7 separate regions of the Mus musculus genome follow, and regions 1, 2, 3, 4, 5 and 6 are each linked to region 7. A link is a contact called in public Hi-C, HiChIP or PLAC-seq, capture Hi-C and promoter capture Hi-C data. All regions are on one chromosome and are shown on one strand. Each heading gives the region's core, a stretch centred on a gene start, on an enhancer-like site or on the middle of the called end of the contact. The rest is flanking DNA. Distances are from core to core; before and after follow the strand shown.

Region 1 (2,700 bases), core at 95-2,594, 470 kb after region 7:
GGACCTCGAAGCAGAGGTCTGGAGATGGCTGGGCTCTCCCACCAGGCTGTCCTCTCGTCTGCTACTCAGAGGCAGAGGGCAGGATGCCACCTGAAGCTGCACTCTGCTTCCACAGCTCTGGCTTCCAGGGAGCCGCCTCTCCTCTCTTGCTTCTGCGGACATCCAGGAGTTCTCAACCAACAGGCCCTAATTTTCCAAATAAAGAGATGTATTTCCTCTCCTGACTTTTCAAAGTAGGAAGCAAAAGGTCCCAAGTGAGGCCGTTTGGTATTTTTTCATTTCTCTTTGCTTTCTCGTCCTGAACGAAAAACAGTCACAGAAAGCTCTCAAGAGAGGACTTCTCCCTCGCAGCTCCTGCCACACGAATGGAAGAAAGAAAAGGGAGAGAGAAGGTGTGTGTGTGTGTGTGTGTGTGTGTGTTTGTGTGTGTTTTCCAGGAACGAGACAGAGAGAGAGAGAGAGAGAGAGAGAGAGAGAGAGAGAGAGAGAGAGAGAGAGAGAGAGAGAGGAGAGAAGACGGGACTGCTTTTGAGACTACCAGTAGCTTAGGAGGATTCATCACACACACACACACACACACACACACACACACACACACACACACACACACACACTCACACACACACAAGCACGTTGCTCTCCAGTCCATGCATGTTAGGAATGCCCGCCTCTGCCTTCTGCAGGTATCCTTCTCGGTGCAGACTCCCTTGCTTCTTCCTTTGAGAGTCTCCTCCCATCTCAGGCACCTGCTAAGCACCTCCCGGGTCCCTGCCAGCACCTTCCGCGAGCTCTGCTCCTGGCACTTCAAGGTGCCACCTGAGCACAGCCCAGCAGCAGGCAGCAGGATCCCTGCCGCCCTGGGCCTCGAGTATACCCAGGGAAGACTCCAACAGGTGCAAGCCAGAGGCGGGATCTTAACTTCACCAGCTCACTCTTTCAGCAAGGTTCACAGGACTCCAGCCCCCATGACTTTCCTCCTGATCTGTAGCTCTCAGAATGAACACTTACCCAGGGCAAGGACCAGGAGCAGCGGCAGGGAGCTGACACTGCTACCCGGGGCTGTTGGGTCCATCAACTGTGCTGTGAGGGGCAGGGCAGCCCCTGGATGAGTCCTCAGGTTCCTTCTCTATGCCCTTCCTGGGCCCTGGCACCGAGAGGGTGCTTGAAAACTAATCCCTGAGCCAGGAGGAAGCGAAACTAAGCAGCAGGCAGCCTGCCTACAGAGCAGGGAAACACCCGGGGCGGGCAGCCAGCGGGCTCCAGTGTCACCCAGAACTGGGAGCCTCCTATTTATCCTGGAGCCTTCTGCACACACCCCCGGAGAGGCACACCACTTGGTGCTGGTAGCCTGCACGCTGCTCCCACCCAGCTGCCCCACACCCATACTCACACCCAAGGACACGCTCAGAGGGCCACGGGGCCAGCTCTCCCACTCCCCCTGCTGGGTCTCACCTGACGGTTCATTTCTTTCCCCCTGTGGGACAAAACAAGGTAAATGGGGCCCAGAAGAGAGGCAGAAGAGGACCTGGTCATGTGGCCTCAACTCATGAAGCCCTCTGGGGGAAAGTCTAGAAGTCTCCTTCTGGCCTAAGGAGCGAATTCTGAGACTAGAGCGAAGTTCACTGAAAAGAAAAAACAAACAGACAAACAACAACAACAACAACAACAACAACAAAAAACCACAAAAAACCTCAAGCATTTGACAGTTGACGCAGACAGGCGATTTCTCAAGAGTCATTGTTGTCTATAGAATTCTTAAAGTTAATACTTCAGTTTTCAGTGCCTTCTAGTCAGTTATTAATTAGCCGGGCATTTTAGCTTGCCAAAACGTCCTTTTGAAATTTCATGTATCAGCTGGATGTGGTGGCACATGCCTCTAATCAGGAGGAGAGCAAGTTTGAAGGGTCAGCCTGGCCCACATAGCACAATATTAGCTCAGAAACTTAGTAACAAATCATCTGAGTAAATAGATAAATAAAAGAACTTCATTTCTATTTTATTTATCCATTATTTTTTCATTTGTTTACCTCTTAATTCTAGTAGGATCTTTCTGTTTCTTTTTCGTGTGTGTGTGTGTTTGTGTGTGTGTGTGTGTGTGTGTGTGTGTGTGTGTGTGTGTGTGTGTGTTGTATGCTTGTGCTTTGCCAAACCTTATCTCTATTTCATCATGCCTAGTAATGGGAACTTTTTATGCATTGAGCCGTCTCTGGAACCCAAAGACACACTGAACAGCCTATAAAAGGGTTCCAGTTTTACCGTATAGCACAAGTATATTTGCATCTGAACTGACCAAGGGGTTTGGGTCTTATGAACTGATTTACTGATCTTGTAAAAGCAATGCATACAATGCATCCACCTTCAGAAGTTGCATTTCTGACACTGGAAAGTACAATAAACATTTTTTTTTACATATGAAAGATAAGTCAAGCATTTGACCCTCCTTTTGAACCCCATTATATAAATTAAGCAAGTGATATTTTATTTCTAAACCGATCCTAGTTATGTTAGTGCCGTAGGCAACTGATGTATCTAGAAGAATGAAGTTTTAAATCCATCCATTCTAGTTAACCCCTTAGAGCCCTGGAAGAGGGAACCGTCTCAGATGATTGGGTGGGGTCCGGAGCAGGGAAGAACTGAGAGATAGAGGGCCATGCACCACAGAGGTGATGGAGTACAGGAAGCCATCAGGGCTTTAGAATG
Region 2 (2,700 bases), core at 29-2,528, 270 kb before region 7:
AGAAGACTTGAGCCCAGCATCTTGGAGTGAGCAGAAGGATTGGTGGACACAAAAGGAAACATGCCTAAAGGGGGTCCTTACGATAGTTATCTCTGGGGGATGTGTCACTCCAACATCTAGGGAGCCAAATTCTGCCATCCTTGGTAAGCAAGGCCAGCATGGAAGACTGAGTCACACTACACAGGATTTCCTGAGTCTTTATATCTTATCTTATATCTTATATCTTACAAATGCAGGCTTTCCCATCTAGCTTAGGCTGGTGTCAAATTCTTATGCTCACAAGTACAGGGATTGCAGGCATGCATGTACCAACTGTGCCCGGCTAATTTCCTGAATTCTTGTGAAGAGTCATGGGAGGAATGGTTTCGCACAAAGTAAGAACAATCGGTTTGCTCATGTTTTATTTCTCAATGCGATTTCCTGTTCTTAGTACCAGCCATGACTGCATTTCCACCAAACATGCAGGAAACAAAGCTGGTTTTTCCTTGAATTTGACATAAACTGGATTTCATGCAGTTATGCAAATGGGTGAGAGGTCCCGGGCTGACTCAGCACCAGCATCTTTCCTCACCTACCCTCTCCCGATGGTGACATCTGGATGCTCTGTGGAAGAGTTATCTGAACACTGTGCTCACCTAGAGACAACTCTGCCTCTTCCTCTGCAGGAAGAGCTCCGCAGTGAGACCTTCACTCACCGTAGCTTGAAAAACAAATTCTTCACCTGAAGTGACTTACAGTACAGTGGAACAGACACAAAGGCTAAGAAAGTTTGGTTTCTTAAAACCCAATGGGAATTCAGCAACAAAGGAGGCTTGGGGGTACCTAAGCCGAAAACCAAAGGAAGACTCAACATCAGACAAGTTTGAGCAAGACCTTCATTCTGGCCTTGTCCTCATCCCTAGCTATGACATCACAGTCGCAAGATGCTTCCCTTGCGGCCATCTGGCTTACATGCTTCCTCATGCACACCCAAGCTAGAAAGTATCCTCCTTTAGAATCTCCAATCATATTCACAAATCTTGACTCAGGTTGAGCAGAGTAAATTGACAAGACTTATTGGGAAAACATGAGAATGTGCCCGCTGACCTCCTGAGACAAGAACAGGTCAGAACTCTCCGACTCCACGGTCACTAATCACAGGTATTTCCTTAAATGAAAAACGGGTGTTGTGACGTGGAGGGGAATGCAGAGAATCTGGTTCCAGTCAGGACTTTGACTTTTGAATGGTCTGTATCCCTGTTAGGTTTAGTAAACAGTGATACCTCATCTTACCTATAGGTGGCAGTGTCGGGCTAGATTTGGCTGAGGCCCCAGAATCCTTAGTTCACAAATTACTAACAGTAAACTTCTGCAGGTAGCTTAAGCAGCCTCAGCTTCCCCATTTGTAAAATGAAATCAGTAAGACGGTCCGTGTAGAGTTACCATGAGGGCCGAATGAACGGGCTTGTTGTTCTTGGAACAAGATGTGTGTGTGTTAATTGGGCACCTGTCAGAGCCTTCAAGGTATCTCTTTTAGTGGCTTGGGCATTTGTGTTCTGCCCACTATGTCTGGAGGCTGATATTCTCATCCCTCATCATCGTTTTTATGAGCCGTAGACAGCCTCTTCTCGTTGACCTGAGGACTAGGTGGCAGTCTTAAACTGCAAAGCACCACACCACAGTACCAGAAGCATACACTGTGGCTCACCTTGTGATACTTGTTCAAAAGGAAGCATCGGTGCTGGCAAAGGGGATGCCGTTCTGAAGTGGGCTAAGTAAGGACAGGAAAGCTGGCTACTGGGCATTCTTCTCGGGGACAATTACCATGCACAGACGAGCTAGGTCAGGGAGATGCTTTAGTTTTGGAGACAACAGACATGCTTCTGTTACATCAAACAACTCAGTAACAGAAGGTTACTGGTTAAAGGATCGTCAACTCCTGCTGAGCAAGCCCACATTGCCAGCACTGAGGATGAGACCGACATCCTGGCAACCCTGTCCTTCCGATGGGCTGCCTTGAGAGTACAGCGTTAACTTTTCTCAGTTCCAGCTTCCAAATAAAGTTCCAAAAAGAATGCCCAGTAACAAGCTGTGGGGCCCTAGGGATAAAACAGCTTAGTAGAACATGTGGGATGCTTAGATATAATGGATATGATTGTCTTGCACAGTGCATGGTAAATATTTAAGGCACAACATAAAAGGGATATAAACGCATACATACATACATTTGGAAGGAAATGTCCACTACACAGTGCAGAGCGCTTCCTTCTCAGCACACTGTCAAATACCCTGTACCTGTTATAAGGAATTGGCTTCAAGTCTAACCAGGACTCCATAGGCTTCTGAGTGCCAGCCAGAAGCACAAAGAAGCTGGAAGTGCCAGCGCACTAAGCCTGCAGCTCTCAGCCTTACCAAAATACTCTAACCATCTGCAAAACCGTCAAGAACCTCGATGCTCCAGCTCCAGCTAAACAGATCTAACGTCTGGCCTTGAACTGCACCCTGGGACTTTTCAAAACTTCAAAAAGTCCCAAGTGCAGCTGAGGCAGAGACCGGTTGCTCTGTCACTCTTCTCAGACTCCAGCAGTGCGGGTGGTCACCGGTGCTGTCTGTCTGGCAGTCACCTGTCCTTTCTTGCGGTCATTTCCCTGCAGCTCTGGGCTGGGGCCTGAGGCCCTGCACTTTCAGCATTAGATCCCCAAGAGTCTGGTAGGGTTTAGA
Region 3 (2,700 bases), core at 35-2,534, 320 kb before region 7:
TAGAACTTTAACATCAAACAATTGAACATGTGCAAACATGGAACAGCTTGTGTTGCTCTGGCTAAACACCAGGAAGTGTACTGGGTCTAAATGCTGGGGAGGGATTGTATGGGCTTCAAAATAAAACGGAGGTAGAAATTTGATAGACAAATAAAATGCTGCTACTTCCCTATTCATGACAAAAGAAAAAAAAGACATTACTGATACAAAATATATGCACCTGTTCACTTCCTGCTCTTTATTTCATTCTGCCATGGCTTGCCTAAAATATGCAAACACTGACTTTAAAGAGATATTAAAATAGAAATGGAAACCAGTGAGAACAAAAATAACTCCAGTGAGGTTCTTCTTGTCTATTTTGGCTTTTAACACACAAAATTTCTATAAGAAAACATTTGGCCCTGATACGATAGAGATCAAAGTCCCTCCTACAGAGTCATTTCCATACTTGCAAGTGGTCAGAGCTCAAACACACCGCTGTACTTTTAAACCTTCACCATCCCCATTAGGGTAATACTTCCTCAGTGTGACTCACTGCCAACATGACTAAAGCAAGATAACAGTAGTGAATATTTTCTCCAAGGAATAGAAAGATGCTCAACTGGAGTCCTTGCAGCTGAGCACACACTGTCCATGTCCTTCGTTGTCTACTAACCCACCAACAGGAGACAGTAAGTCTGAGCAGCAGTGTTAAGTCCTGACCATAGATGCCCAAAACGGACAAAGAATGAGAGAAGCTTTGAAAGAGGGGAATGGTCAAATTCGTTACACAATTTAATGGGGCCCGGAATTTGAGTGAGTCACCTAAGAGGAAGTGATCAAGGGAGGGAGAGTACCTAAGACTGAATGGACACAGAGAACAGTGCCTCTGGTGTCTCTATATGCCACCACAGAGAGGCCAGGGAGAGCCATTCTCTCTGCAGTGTGCCTTCATGTCTGAAGAGCAAGCTGACTGCACCAACTAAATAATGCTATCATGCTTGTGTGTGTGTGTGTGTGTGTGTGTGTGTGTGTGTGTATGTGTGTGTGTGTATGTGTGTGTGTATGTGTGTGTATGTGTGTGTGTGTATGTGTGTGCATGTGTGTATGTGTGTGTGTATGTGTGTGTGTGTGTGTGTGTGTGTGTATGTGTGTGTGTGTGTGTGAAAGAGAGACAGAGAGAGAGAGAGAGAGAGAGAGAGAGAGAGAGAGAGAGAGAGAATGAATCAGTCAGTCTGCACTGTATGCATAAGGGGTGTGGTCTCTTCCTGCTAATTCTTACTAGAATGAGAAGTTTCATGGCAGACGCATAATTACAATGCTCTAGTGAGTCTTGTTACTGTGCTAAAGGACAGGCTGATACCTCCAGTGTTCTAGTACATGTCTGGTTATTCTGTTGAATCACAGGCTTATGAAATTGTCTAGGTGTATTTTCTCAAGTTTAAATCATGAGAAATAACTTCTGCTTGCTTCCAAAGCTGTTATAGCTTGAACTTGGGATGTACTCCACAGGTTCGTGGGTTTGAGCACTTGGACCCTTCAACTGGTAGTGCTGTGTGGAGTCTTTGAGACCATGGCCTAGCTTGCAGAAGTAAGTCCCTGGGGTCAGACCTTGAAGATACCTGGATCAGAGCTCCCTGCTTCCTAACTTGCTAAGATATGAGCATGCCATGATGGCTCAAGCTCCTACTGTTTGGCTGGAGTCCCTTCAGCTCCCATGCCTTCTCTACCGTGGTGGTCTGGACATCAGAAAATGTGAGGCCAAACAATCCTCTCCTCCGTCCATTGCTCTGTCATGCTTGGCTATGCTGATGAGAAGAGTTACAGAGAAACCCTGCATCGAACCCCCTTCCGCCCCCCCCCCCCAAAAGTTACTAGCATACCAGCACTGTTCTAAGGGAAATGGGCTCTGCAGAAGGCAAGAGAAGGTGATAGTTTATAATCTGCTGTGGCATAGGCAAGAACACCACCCATATGATCTGTCCCCACCCTTGGCTCCTAAAACTCACCGGCAATTTCCATGTCTTTCATTCAAAGCTAGTATGTTGAATTGGTGAGATTAAAACATATCTTTGAATAACTATTAAAACAACAGTGGCTTATCACAACTGTAGAAGTGCCAACCTCCTCGACGTATCGCTGTAACACTGCACACTTATGAAGTTTTAATGAACTGGAAGGAATCAGAATTTAGCAGGAAAAAACAAAAACAAAAACAAAAACAAAAACGGGTGTGGTGGCTCACACCTTTAATCCCAGCATTTGGGAGGCAGAGGCAGGTGGATTTCTGAGTTCGAGGCCAGCCTGGTCTACAAAGTGAGTTCCAGGACATCCAGGGCTATACAGAGAAACCCTGTCTCAAGAAACAAAACAAAACAAAACAAACAAACAAACAAAAAGAATATAGCAGAAGGGGTCTGCCCCTCGAAGGAATTTGCCATGAGTTCTTAGGTAGATGCGAAATATGATCACAATTTTTCGTTCATATCTTGTATAGTTCTTTTATTTTAAAGCAAGGCTCAATCACTTTTATATACTGCGTCTACTGATTTGAATGATGGGTCTTGTCAGTTATTTTGTACCTGAGGGATGCTGGACTTCACAAGCTGCCCGAGATTGTGGTTCCATTTGTGCTCACAAGCATATGTCCTGTGCCCACCAGCAGCCCATAGCTTGGATGGGAGACTGGTGAGAAGAGGGTGAGAAGCTTGTCACACAAAA
Region 4 (2,700 bases), core at 14-2,513, 270 kb after region 7:
GTGAATGAGAGAGCTTTTGTTTGATGTAACTCCTTAGCTTTTGAGAGTATAGCACAATTATAATACGTCTCCCTTTTCTTTCCTCACTGCAAATCTTCCTGTATAACTTCCTTGCTCTCTTTCAATTTTAGGGCCTATTTCTGCATTAATTGATGTATGCATATATGTAATATACACAAATTTAATGTTACTTGCATGCGTGTTTTGTTTGATTCCTGCAAGCAGAGCCAGATACTCTGTCACATCCCTGTGACAGAGATGATGATGATGTTACTTAGAGAGGTAAACTCCAATTCTTACTGTAACATAGCTTTAGAATACGTGACTACATGTGATTACACGGGGCCCTTTTTACTTGAATTCTTAATCAACATTACATAAGGGATAGCCTTTACTCAGAATAGAACCACTCTGATGTGGATAATTGTCAAACTATTGTAACTTTAAGGCTGAATTCACTTTTCTATTTGTATAAACAGTATTTGTCTGGTATTTTCTTTTTCTTTTCTTTTTTTTCTTTTTCTTGTCAGAGTGCCCAGTTTTGTTTTCTGTTTGCTTTGCTTTGTTTTTGCTAGATAGTTGATTGTTTCAAGTTGAATACTAAGTTCTGTGGCTGGAACTAAATAATACAATGCATTCTACGCAGACTATTCCATGCCTCTTGCTTCTTGGTTTTTATTTGCTATGATTGTGTTCTTCTTCTGTGTCTTAGACAACACCTCAACCCTTAGCAGGGCAGATAGCTCCTATTGCTTAACAAGAACAGTGAAAACCACCCTTAAGAAAGCAAACCTTTGTTAAGAGGCATCTAACTATTGCTAAAATGTTATGTCACTTAGCAACCACAAAAGAACATACTCTTTTATAGGCAAAGGAAAACATTTTCTGGATGCTACTGTTATAACTGCATTTTAGATAAAAAGACTGTCAATGAATAGTATATCATGGGCCTTGAGCTAGCTTCCTTTCTTTCTTTCTTTCTTTCTTTCTTTCTTTCTTTCTTTCTTTCTTTCTTTCGTGAGCCTTCTTTAACTATTGAATCAATTCTAGTCTACCAAGGTTAAAACTGGAAAGAGCAAAGTCCTCTTTCTTGATTGGCCAATTAAAATAAAAACTAGAAATATTTCAAAGTTTCATGTTTGTTTTACAGAGGCTTTTGAACATTACTGCAGTTCTGAGTTTTACACCTTTGTCCCTTGGGGAGGGCAGTATTTCCTTCACGTGAACTGTCAGGTGGTGGGTGACTAATCTCTCACTGTGCTTTGAGGTCTGGGAAGCGCTTTCATACTCCTTATCTTGCTTGACCCTTCTCCTGCCCTCTGGAGCTGGCATGGATTGCAGTGTTATCTTCCCTTTGCATGTGAGAGAAATGAAACTCAAGGGCCTTCTTTGGCTCGCCTAAGCCAGACAACTGCTAAACAGTCAAACCAAACAAGGAACTTCACCAGACAACAAAACCAGCAACTCAGAACGCTGAACAATAAAAAGAGGACGACTTGCAAACACCAAAGTCACTACCACTTTGGTGAAAAACAAACAAACAAACAAACAAACTTGATTTGAGTTAAATAAATAAAATTACAAGCTAAAATTGATAGTTCCATGGATTGGATTTCGTGTATAAATATATACATAAGTACATATGTAAAAATCATATACTTGGGCCAGCAAGATGGTACAGTGCATAACTCTACTTGAAGCCAAGTCTAATAACCTGAGTGCTATCACAGAGACCTTCATGATAAGAGAGAACTAGCTCCTCTCTGTCCTCCACTTCCATACAATATATGCATATGGTAAACAAATATCCAGAGACTGCCCCACCCGGGGATCCACCCCATATATAGACACCAAACCCAGGCACTATTGAAAATGACAAGAAGTGCTTGGTGACTGACAGGAGTCCAATATAGCTGTCTCCTAAGAAGCTCTGCCAGAGCCTGACAAATACAGAGGGGAATGCTCGCAACCAACCATTGCACTGAGCACGAGAACCCTAATAGAGGAGCTATGGAAAGGACCAAAGAAGCTGGAGGGGTTTTCATCCCCATAGGAGGAGCAACAATATCAACCAACCATACCCCCCAGAGCTCCCAGGGACTAAATCACCAATCAAAAACTACACATGGAGGGACCCATGGTTCCAGCTACATATGTAGCAGAGGATGGCCTTATTTGGCCTCAATGGGAGGAGAGGTCCTTGGTCCTGTGAAGGCTTGATGCCCCAGTGTAGGGGAATGCCAGGGTGGTGAGGTAGTGAGTTGAGAGTGGGTGGGTCGATGGGGGAGCACCCTCATAGAAGCAAGAGGATGAGATAGGGGATTTATGTGGGTGGGGGGACTGGGAAAGGGGATAATTTTTCCTTCTGTGCTTTCACCCTGGAATTCTGAGATTGAATTCTGGTATCCAGCTTTGCATGGTAAGTGCCTTTATCCACTGAACCACTCCACTGGCTCTCAGCTGGTTTGGGGCCAAGAGATACTAGTCTGATATTATTGTTCATTTTTCAGTATTAGGTTTTAAAAATTGTATGTTACATAAAGTAGCATATAAACTACCATATTTGATTATATTCTAAATATGACATGAACAACATTAGATTCTAAATGTATTATTAAAAGTGTGGTCTCAAATTATGATATCTTAGGAGCCTACCCTGGATCTGTTCTTATAGAGTGGAAAAGGTAATGGTGTACTTTT
Region 5 (2,700 bases), core at 22-2,521, 340 kb after region 7:
CATCTGGAAAGTTCAAAGTATAAGATGAAAAGTCTCACTTCGGGAATCAACTTGTTGATAGGGGATAGCAGTTTCCAGTAGAAAAATAAAGTGATTTTCAAATGAAGTTCAGGAGCCTTATAGCTATCATGTAGAGGGTAATCCAGAATGCAAAGTTTGCTTGAGGAGGTTCAATTCCTAACGCTAAGGAACAGAGTGCAGCAGGGCCTGTCTGTCTATCATCCCAGAGCTTGGAAAGGAGAGGCAGAAAGGTCAGGAATTTGGGGTTTTTTCTGTCTTTCAGTTTAGTTCTAAGACCTAGAACTTCTCTTCCACATCTCTAGCACCACACACCGACCCTCACATCCACAGCCAGACACCAGTTCTCACATAAGAGTCAAACACCAACCCTCATGTGTCTCTGAACCCTGATCAGGAGAGCAGGTCTCCTTTAAAAATAGCAAAACCCAGGACCCAGTTAAGCAAAGATTACAATAAAAGCATGTGTGACTTCCTTTGGGCTTGTCCTGGTGAAAGTGCACTGAACACACTAGGCTCACAGGGTGTCCTTGTTCAGTCCTGCCCCCTCCAGGAGTCTCAAGCTGCAAGGGTTAGGTTGTATCTGGCCTTTGTGAGATGTTTATGAAAAGGAAAAAAAACTTAAAGTATGGTGACTACTGACACCAAGTCATAGTTCCCTCATTGCACAGTGACTCTCAGCTGAGGACAATGTGGGCATCTCACCTACTTCTAAGGAAAGGAGTGATGGGGACAGTAACTGGAGAGGAGCGGAGGGACCCTAAGAACGGTGACAGCTGAGCAAGTCACGCGGGAACAAAGCCACTGTGAGAAGGATGATGGGGAGTGGTGCTATAGAAATCAAACAACAGAAAGCACAAACAAAAGGGTAAGTCATCACTTAACCAAAAGTAGCCCGAGCACTGTGAGATGGGAGACTCTTCTCTGACAATCTGGGGATTTACCACTGCCTCAATGTATGTCAGAATTCTTCAGAGTGCGTTAAGTATGAACCCTTTGGATATTCAAAGCATAGCATTTTAACTTAATGTAAGATTTTCATAATCTCTAACATGCAACTTAGAATACTCACTATAATGTTAAAATTTCCTTAAACATAAAAATGCACATCCATGGGAATCCCACATTTCTTATAAAATGAGGGACAAATATTGTGAGGTACTCTTGAACTTCAGGTGATGGTAGAGAGCCAGGGCACAATGCAGTGGTGCAGTCACTGACAGTATGCATGCTGGTGTCCCCTACTGGCATAATGTGACATGACAAGACAGAAGCTAATGTGCCAAAGTACTTAGTTACTGAGGGCTGCGGGCTGCTCTGTGACAAACACTACCAAGGCATAAAAGTTACAGCACTAAGTACACTGTGCTCCTCCTCTATCAGTTGAAGCAAACAGTAATCTAAGAATGACAATGGCCTTGGGTCCATATACCCTTGGTCCTGTTGCTGTGGGCCTTACGAAGTCATGCATTGCTATGGGAATGCATGGCAGTGAAGGTGATCCTTCCATCACAGTCAGAGAGCAAAGAGACTAGGAGATCTTGGGATCACAACCAAAGGCACAGCTCCAGTGACCTAAGTTCACACACACACACACACACACACACACACACAGAGAGAGAGAGAGAGGAGGGCAGAGACAGACAGACAGATAGAGACAGAGGGGAGACAGACAGACAGACAGAAAGACAGAGAAAGACAGAGAGACAGAAACAGACAGACAGAGCCCAAAGTTTCCACCACTCTTTATTGTGGCATAGGCTGGGCCTTGGCTTTAGTGTATAGACCTTTGGGGTAAGGTCCAACCCTCACACATGTTCTTACTGGAATTGTCTACTTTGTAAATGTTGGAAGTATAAATAGAGCACAGAGAAATTACTTGAGGTCAGTTTGTAGACTGGAGCCTTTGCAACACTACAAGTGTCCTTGAAAGGACTTGCATTGCCTTTCTTGTTGGAGCCACTTGAAATGATGTGAACCAGTCAGAATAGCCAGAGAGAGTATGTATCATGTATCATGGGGAAATTGGTGGATACACAGCAAAATTAATATAATTTTTCAACAGCAATAAGATAGGGAGTGAAGCACCATATATTCACACAATGTAACACTGTGTAGCAATGAAGAGAAAATACATTTGTATTAGAGCACCTTTTAGGGAAATTGGCAAGAAATAGACAAGATACATTGCTAATGGAAAATAGTAGTAATAAAACAGTGTACCCATAAAAGTTCCACTTAAAGGATAGGTACATGGACATGGAAAAGAGACCAGATGACATGTTTCAATGTGTTGTTACTGTGTCTTAGGGTATAATTCAATGGCAAGCAGTGTGCTTATATATGATAGCCAATCCTCATTTGCATACCCACACACATACACACACACACACACACACACACACACACACACACACACTCACTCATATAAAGTCTTGACAGAAAATTGATTGGTAGTTTTTGTTTCTTTATATTGCTTACATATACATAAAGACCAAATGATTTTTATGAAGAGAATTAGAAACTCTAAGACCATGGAGTTACTTTTTACTGAGTGTGTGTGTGTGTGTGTGTGTGTGTGTGTGTGTGTGTGTGTGTGGTGTGATATATGTTCGGGTATCACAACATGTGTGTGGATGTCACAGTATGACTGTGTGTGTGTGTGTGTAACATTTGTACCTG
Region 6 (2,700 bases), core at 143-2,642, 390 kb after region 7:
CTGAGTAAACCGGGTGACTATTGATACGTGTTGGAATTCATCAGTCTCTGTTGAATAGATAGTCTCGTTTATGGCTCAACCTGATCAGTTTGACCTGAGATAGCACAACTTAACCTGTGGATTCTATGTGTGCTTCTTGATATCTTGCATTTCTGAGCATAAATTAAGCTTCAAATGGTTGGATAAGTTTCCCTTACCTCTTATGCACCCACTACCAACAGCCCTCCCAAGATACAAGTCTAGATTTTGAGAATATAGTTGCCATCCACTAGAAGGATCCCTCATAGTTGGGTCTGCGTATTAAGACAGGTAGTGAGGAGCATCTCAGAGAACCTGAGTACAGGTAAAACTCTGTGAGTGCTTCTACTGGAAACACTTAACATTTTCTATGTTTTTGGTATAATACAAGGAATGCTCATGCTATCCCCAGGTATATTACTATCCTATGTTTTCTATACAGGAAGACAGATATTTTGAAAAGTTCAATGATCAGTCAATGATAATTTAAAACCCACATTGTTTTTGCTTGAAAACTATACCATCTTTTGGAACAAATATTAAATTCCCATTTTATAAGTCTAAAGAAGTTTCTTCGTGACTTCAGGCACTTGCATGACCCTTTGTGGTGTACATAGCACAGGCTCATCTGAGAGGTATGAACGCTTGGGAATCAGTGCGCACCTCAGCAACGCGCTTCCCACGATTCTACCGTTAACATCTCCAGAGCAGCAAACATGCTGCAGAGCTCAGAGATCCACCATGGGAAGTCACACCACAAACAGGGCAGGAGTGGCAGTCAACCTTATGAGTCATTCGGGACAAGGGTCAGCGAGCTTTCCCATGACAAGCCAGATAGGCAGCACTTTTCCCTGGGCAGGACACCCCACATCTATGATCAAGATGCGCCGATCATAGAGCTTTGCCACACATAGGCATTCCATATACAAAATTAACCAGAGAAAGCAGTTGAGAATTCTAAGTTTTGAAATAGCTGTGATGCTGGAAAAAGCCTAGGCTTGGCTGACAATAACCTGTGATTACTCACAAAGCAATATCAGTCTTGAAACTGGTTCCAGGGGCTGAAATAATGTGTAGTGTCCAGGAAGGGCACTTTCCTGGGTTTGTGTAGGAAAGCCAATAGCTGCAATCCTCATGGGTTTCATGCTTTAACCACTTGGAAATTACTCTACCTTCCAGGTTAAGCAGGTTCTGTAATTCCTAACCAGCAACATTTGATATTTTCTATAGACTAGGGGCTCCTTTGGGGTTGCTCTTCTCCCATATTTTGTGTGAAAGCTCTTTTCTCCTTTTATGCTGCGCCTAGAACATGAGTTCCATTCAGACTCAGTAAAGAAGGCAGCAGAGGTCTTAAACTTTAAGAGGAGGAAATGAGTCAGTGAGATTGTGGTGTGCTCTTCCCAGCATGCTCAGCGGTGTGGAAGGACTGTCAAGGAAACAGAAGAACGCAATTATTTTGTTTCTTCTATCCAAGTCTATTTACAATGTCTTTCTCCTAATCTTAACCTGTGAGTCATGACCCTCATGGGGGTTGAATGACTCTTCCACAGGGGTCACATAATCAGATATCCTTCAGCTTGGATAATTATACTACTATTCGTCACAGTATCAAAGTTATGAAGTAGCAATGGAACAATGTTATGGTTGGGTTCAGCACACCATGAAGAACTGTATTAAAGGGTCACAGCTTTGGGAAGGTTGAGATCCTAGAACTTTTCTATAAAGACTGAGAAACAGGGAGTCCCACACCACTTGGATCCAGGTCAGGGGAGCCAAACACCTGAGGGAGGCTTAAGAACTTAAGAACTTACTCTTGACTCTTCTATGACATGTGACTGTTTTTTTAAGGGTCAGACCTAGTTAGGAATTCTCCTTCATATTGACCCTTTTATCCTCTCTCTAGAAAGAGTGTATTAATATCAGGAGCTGGGGCAACTATTTTGCAGTAGTGAAGTTGATATTCAAGAATAGCGGGACAGAAAGACAGGAGAAGCTGCTTTGACATCCCCAAGTGACTGTAACAACGCTGTTATTGAATGAGAAGGCAGTATCCTGACTGGTGACACTCCTGTGACAAGCACTTCTATTTGGATTTGAATGAATTTCTAACCAATACATGAATACATGTTCCATAGCCATTAAAACACATACTATGAGAAAAAGAATATTAGCCAAATTGTAATGATGAATTAAAACTAAGAAAAAATAAACTGTCCTGTGGGCAGAGAGATTAAGAAACTTAAACCAGATAAGTATATAAGGTGATACAATATATTGAATGTCTCAAGCTTATTTCTTTCTCCCACTTAATGAATAGTTTTACTATAATAAATGTTAATAAATATTACTATGTAAAATATTATAAGGGGTCAGAGAGGTGACTGTCTAAAAGCATTTCTCAATTCCCAGCATCCAAAGGGCAGCTTATGTCTCATATCTAACTCCCGTCCCAGAGGGTCCAACACACTTTTCTGGCCTCTGACAGCACCATGCCCACATATGATTTATAGACATACAAGCATGCAAAATACCCATGTACATAAAATGAAAATTAAATAAGGGAAAAATATATAGAAAATAATGATTTTTAAGCAAAGACAAAATATCACATATTTACGTATGTCTACTAAATTATTGACTGTCAATGTTTTCATCTATGTATTTATCTGTAACTATTTATCT
Region 7 (2,700 bases), core at 85-2,584:
ATCTGCCTATTCCTTTTAATAAACCCTTTCTTTTCTCACACCTCATGTAGCTTCGGAGAGCTACGGCCTACCGCCTATTACCCAGCTCCTCACTGCTGAACCTAAGTGAACCAGCGCTCGGGTTTAACGCTGTCTCAGCTTAGCCCATACCTTCTCCGGTATGAATTTCCCTTATCCTTTATTTTATGGAGCTCCGAACCAGCAGCGTCTCTTCCAAAAATCCTTTGCCGTTTCTCAGTCCCGAGTTGGTTCACCAATTGTTGTGTCCGGCCAGCAGACCACAACCTGGGTTCTAGCCTGAAAAGGCATTTTGGAAACCTGGAAGAGAAGAGGGGCTAGGTGGCGAGAGAAAAGAATGTAGCCAAGACAGTTACTCTGATCAAGGCTCAAATTTTATTGTTGCGACACTAGTTATGAAGGAAGGGGGAGGGGACCCGATTCCCGCCGAATAATCTCGGGTCCAGTAGAAAGGTGCACGTGTGTGGCTCCTCAGGTTCCAGCAGTGGGCGTGGCAGAACGAATGAGCAGGAAGCTCCACCCCTGAGCAAGCAGGTTTCAGGCTGGGGGAGGGGAGACTACACTTGTATATTTGGGGTACAAGTTCACAACAAGTATTTTACAAACACCCACCCCTCAACGAAACTTTTTCCTTGCCTTTTCATTCTCTTAACAGGTTTATTTTTCCCCCACAGCAGAAATTTAAATTTTTTTTATACACTATGATAAAGTGTTACATAAAAAGTCTCGATGCCAAGATTTTCTTCTATGTTTTCTTTCTGTGATTAAATGCCTTCTACCAGACAGACATTGCACCACTGTTCTTGATGGTTTTTTCACAGAACAAGCTCTCTAACATCTGGGACTTTCCATAACTAGTTTCCTCAGTCAGACAGTAGTCTAAACAGCTCTTGCCCCTCGCATCACTGCCACAGCTTGACCTTGGGAGGAATATTTCCTGTTAGCTTTGCAGATGATTTTTGCTTTCTCATTGCAAACTCCCTCTGCTTTAAGGTTCCACAAACTCTAGGATCTTCTGGAAGTGTCAAGGATGCTGAAGACTGATAGAAATCCCAAGGACATCTTTGTTTCTTCCTCTCCTTGAGTTTCTTTTTCAATGCATCTTAAGGTCGCACAGGGAGTGAAAAGCAAAGACCTGCAACAACTTTACTGCTCCAAGCTGCCCTCCCTGTAACCATGGAAACGAGACCAGGGACTAGAGCTGGGCCTGGGGCACAAGGGGGCCTTGCTGCCTGCAAGAACGGCCGAGGACTTCCCTGTGCTCCCGTGGCGACAGCGTGCACGGGTTGGAGCCAAGTCGCCCGCCACCCCGCGGCCACCAGCGGTGCCGCCTCTGCCTTCTCGGGGCTCGGCCCCGCCCCGCGCCCCGGAACCCTGCTGAGGGCCCCGGGCGTGTCGCTGAGCTGACCGCGGGACCCCCGGAGGCGGACGGCGAGGCATGGCGACGCGGGCCCGCGGCTTCTCGCTGCTCCGGGGCCGTCTGGGCCGAGGGCCTGTGCGAGCCCCGGGCGTCGCCGAGCGCGCGTGGCGCGGCTTCGGGAGCAGCGGCCGGAGGTAGGAGCTGCGGGCAGGGGCCGCGCGCTGGGCGGCGGCGGGGCCTGCGGAGGCCCGGGGTGGCCGCGGTGCGAGGCGCTCAGGCAATGGGCCGCGGCTTTGTTCAGACTGTTCTTGTGCGAGGAGGAGTAGGCGCTGTGCAGACCTGTAGTCCAGCGTTTCTGTTTCTTTAGTCCTTTGTCACCGGCTTGCTGTAATCTTTCCCACCTCGGAATGTCTTACAGTTTCCTTAAACTGCATGCAGTCCAGGCTGGCCTCTCCGCTTGTAGGGCGCTTGGCAGCCTTCGGATTTGGTTGCTGCCCGGGACAATGAAAAGACACCGTGGTGCCCAGGAACAGGCCACGCTGCCGCAGCGTCCCTTGTCTGCTGGGGAATCCAACCTATGGAACAACAGCAATGCATAGTGTCTTGCCCAGGGCCTTCGAGTTCAGAAAAACTCATTTGTAAACTTCCAGTGCTTCTTAGGTGGCTGGAGACTCTCGCTTGACGGTTTATAGTCACTTTGTGTCCTCAAGGAAAAGTACAGTGAGGCTGTGCCCATAGGTGCTGTGTGATTTAAATTAACTCCCCATCATACGTATTTGGATCTTAGTTTTGAGTCACTGAAATTTAAAGTTCTTTCTGTAGTCTTAACTTCGGAGATGGTTTGTAGTGACTAGGTCTATAGAAGAGGATGTGTGGTAAATGATACAGCTTCGGAATTCTATTGCTGTACACTGTTGGCCTGTAGTAGCAGCGTTGGGATTTGCTGTTTAGCCAGAGTGCTCTCCTCCCTTGGAAGAACAGATTTGTAAGGGTTCTGTTTGCAATCCAGACTTGAAGGGGTTGTCTACCAAGAGTATCCTATTTAAATCATTATCCTTGGAATTTCAAGTTTTTAGTGCTTCCCTCTAGAATAATGGTAATTTTTTTGTTAGTGTATAAGTTGATTAATGTCCCTTCATCAGTTCGATGTCTCCATCTCCCCATTTGCTCCTTGCCTAATTCCTACTGAAACAACAGTTACAACCTCAGTATTTGGTTGTAGCCACATGCTCCACACCCACAAACACATAGATATCCATCCATTCATAGAAACTTCCCATCTTGCAATTTGTAGTTTGGTCTGGTGGCAGGCCTTGGGTTTG

What was found. Promoter capture Hi-C pulls out the DNA fragments that hold promoters and counts their contacts. HiChIP or PLAC-seq counts read pairs in DNA pulled down with a chosen protein or histone mark. Hi-C and Micro-C count contacts between places; a contact is called where the count stands out from the background. Capture Hi-C pulls out chosen DNA fragments and counts their contacts.
Region 1: a contact with region 7 is called in a capture Hi-C map of macrophages, with 3 times the contacts expected there. The contact joins the promoter of Btc here to the promoter of Mthfd2l in region 7. A contact is called at or near these places in 11 of 39 promoter capture datasets (the 3T3-L1 cell line, cranial neural crest, embryonic stem cells and 4 more), 5 of 484 Hi-C or Micro-C datasets (the AML12 cell line, the C2C12 cell line, myocytes and 2 more), 2 of 115 datasets of contacts at active chromatin or transcription factors (astrocytes and kidney) and 3 of 9 other capture datasets (adipose tissue, macrophages and pancreatic islet).
Region 2: a Hi-C map of bone marrow-derived macrophages shows a contact between it and region 7, with 22 read pairs. The contact joins the enhancer-like site here to the promoter of Mthfd2l in region 7. A contact is called at or near these places in 9 of 39 promoter capture datasets (the C10 cell line, HPC-7-derived erythroid cells, cranial neural crest and 6 more), 10 of 484 Hi-C or Micro-C datasets (the AML12 cell line, B cells, the C2C12 cell line and 7 more), 14 of 115 datasets of contacts at active chromatin or transcription factors (astrocytes, bone marrow-derived macrophages, cardiomyocytes and 8 more) and 5 of 9 other capture datasets (adipose tissue, embryonic stem cells, liver and 2 more).
Region 3: a CTCF HiChIP or PLAC-seq map of the NIH/3T3 cell line shows a contact between it and region 7, with 9 read pairs. The contact joins the enhancer-like site here to the promoter of Mthfd2l in region 7. A contact is called at or near these places in 9 of 39 promoter capture datasets (the 3T3-L1 cell line, 3T3-L1-derived adipocytes, embryonic stem cells and 6 more), 1 of 15 datasets of contacts at CTCF or cohesin (the NIH/3T3 cell line), 2 of 484 Hi-C or Micro-C datasets (bone marrow-derived macrophages and peritoneal macrophages), 6 of 115 datasets of contacts at active chromatin or transcription factors (astrocytes, bone marrow-derived macrophages, embryonic stem cells and 3 more) and 3 of 9 other capture datasets (adipose tissue, liver and macrophages).
Region 4: a promoter capture Hi-C map of liver shows a contact between it and region 7, with 2.8 times the contacts expected there. The contact joins the enhancer-like site here to the promoter of Mthfd2l in region 7. A contact is called at or near these places in 3 of 39 promoter capture datasets (hippocampal neurons and liver).
Region 5: a contact with region 7 is called in a promoter capture Hi-C map of liver, with 3 times the contacts expected there. The contact joins the enhancer-like site here to the promoter of Mthfd2l in region 7. A contact is called at or near these places in 4 of 39 promoter capture datasets (the 3T3-L1 cell line, hippocampal neurons and liver), 2 of 115 datasets of contacts at active chromatin or transcription factors (bone marrow-derived macrophages and pancreatic cancer cells) and 1 of 9 other capture datasets (macrophages).
Region 6: a contact with region 7 is called in a FOXA1 HiChIP or PLAC-seq map of pancreatic cancer cells. The contact joins the enhancer-like site here to the promoter of Mthfd2l in region 7. A contact is called at or near these places in 6 of 39 promoter capture datasets (the 3T3-L1 cell line, embryonic stem cells, frontonasal cranial neural crest and 3 more), 6 of 484 Hi-C or Micro-C datasets (the C2C12 cell line, bone marrow-derived macrophages, cerebellum and 3 more), 3 of 115 datasets of contacts at active chromatin or transcription factors (bone marrow-derived macrophages, embryonic forebrain and pancreatic cancer cells) and 3 of 9 other capture datasets (adipose tissue, liver and macrophages).

Annotation. Positions count from the first base shown.
Region 1 is chr5:91,401,650-91,404,349 of GRCm38.p6, forward strand. It overlaps Btc (betacellulin, epidermal growth factor family member), which reads right to left and starts at 1,345. Exons shown (of 6, transcript NM_007568.5): 1 at 1,009-1,345. The coding sequence starts at 1,072.
Region 2 is chr5:90,660,338-90,663,037 of GRCm38.p6, forward strand. No RefSeq gene overlaps it. Among named protein-coding and RNA genes, the nearest start is that of Rassf6, 21 kb to the left of the region's middle. Within about 2 kb of position 1,279, at least 24 of the 459 cell types and tissues checked have an H3K27ac peak or open chromatin away from gene starts, as enhancers often do. A contact at or near this core is called in the STO cell line and bone marrow-derived macrophages, where this site is marked.
Region 3 is chr5:90,611,702-90,614,401 of GRCm38.p6, forward strand. All of the region lies in intron 4 of Rassf6 (Ras association (RalGDS/AF-6) domain family member 6), which reads right to left. Among named protein-coding and RNA genes, the nearest start is that of Rassf6, 27 kb to the right of the region's middle. Within about 2 kb of position 1,285, at least 108 of the 459 cell types and tissues checked have an H3K27ac peak or open chromatin away from gene starts, as enhancers often do. A contact at or near this core is called in the NIH/3T3 cell line, bone marrow-derived macrophages and pancreatic cancer cells, where this site is marked.
Region 4 is chr5:91,199,343-91,202,042 of GRCm38.p6, forward strand. No RefSeq gene overlaps it. Among named protein-coding and RNA genes, the nearest start is that of Gm23092, 17 kb to the right of the region's middle. Within about 2 kb of position 1,264, at least 16 of the 459 cell types and tissues checked have an H3K27ac peak or open chromatin away from gene starts, as enhancers often do. A contact at or near this core is called in liver, where this site is marked.
Region 5 is chr5:91,269,695-91,272,394 of GRCm38.p6, forward strand. All of the region lies in intron 4 of Gm19619 (predicted gene, 19619), which reads right to left. Among named protein-coding and RNA genes, the nearest start is that of Gm19619, 12 kb to the right of the region's middle. Within about 2 kb of position 1,272, at least 3 of the 459 cell types and tissues checked have an H3K27ac peak or open chromatin away from gene starts, as enhancers often do. A contact at or near this core is called in liver, where this site is marked.
Region 6 is chr5:91,319,124-91,321,823 of GRCm38.p6, forward strand. No RefSeq gene overlaps it. Among named protein-coding and RNA genes, the nearest start is that of Gm19619, 37 kb to the left of the region's middle. Within about 2 kb of position 1,393, at least 21 of the 459 cell types and tissues checked have an H3K27ac peak or open chromatin away from gene starts, as enhancers often do. A contact at or near this core is called in the C2C12 cell line and pancreatic cancer cells, where this site is marked.
Region 7 is chr5:90,929,862-90,932,561 of GRCm38.p6, forward strand. Mthfd2l (methylenetetrahydrofolate dehydrogenase (NADP+ dependent) 2-like) reads left to right here and starts at 1,335. Exons shown (of 8, transcript NM_026788.1): 1 at 1,335-1,572. The coding sequence starts at 1,457.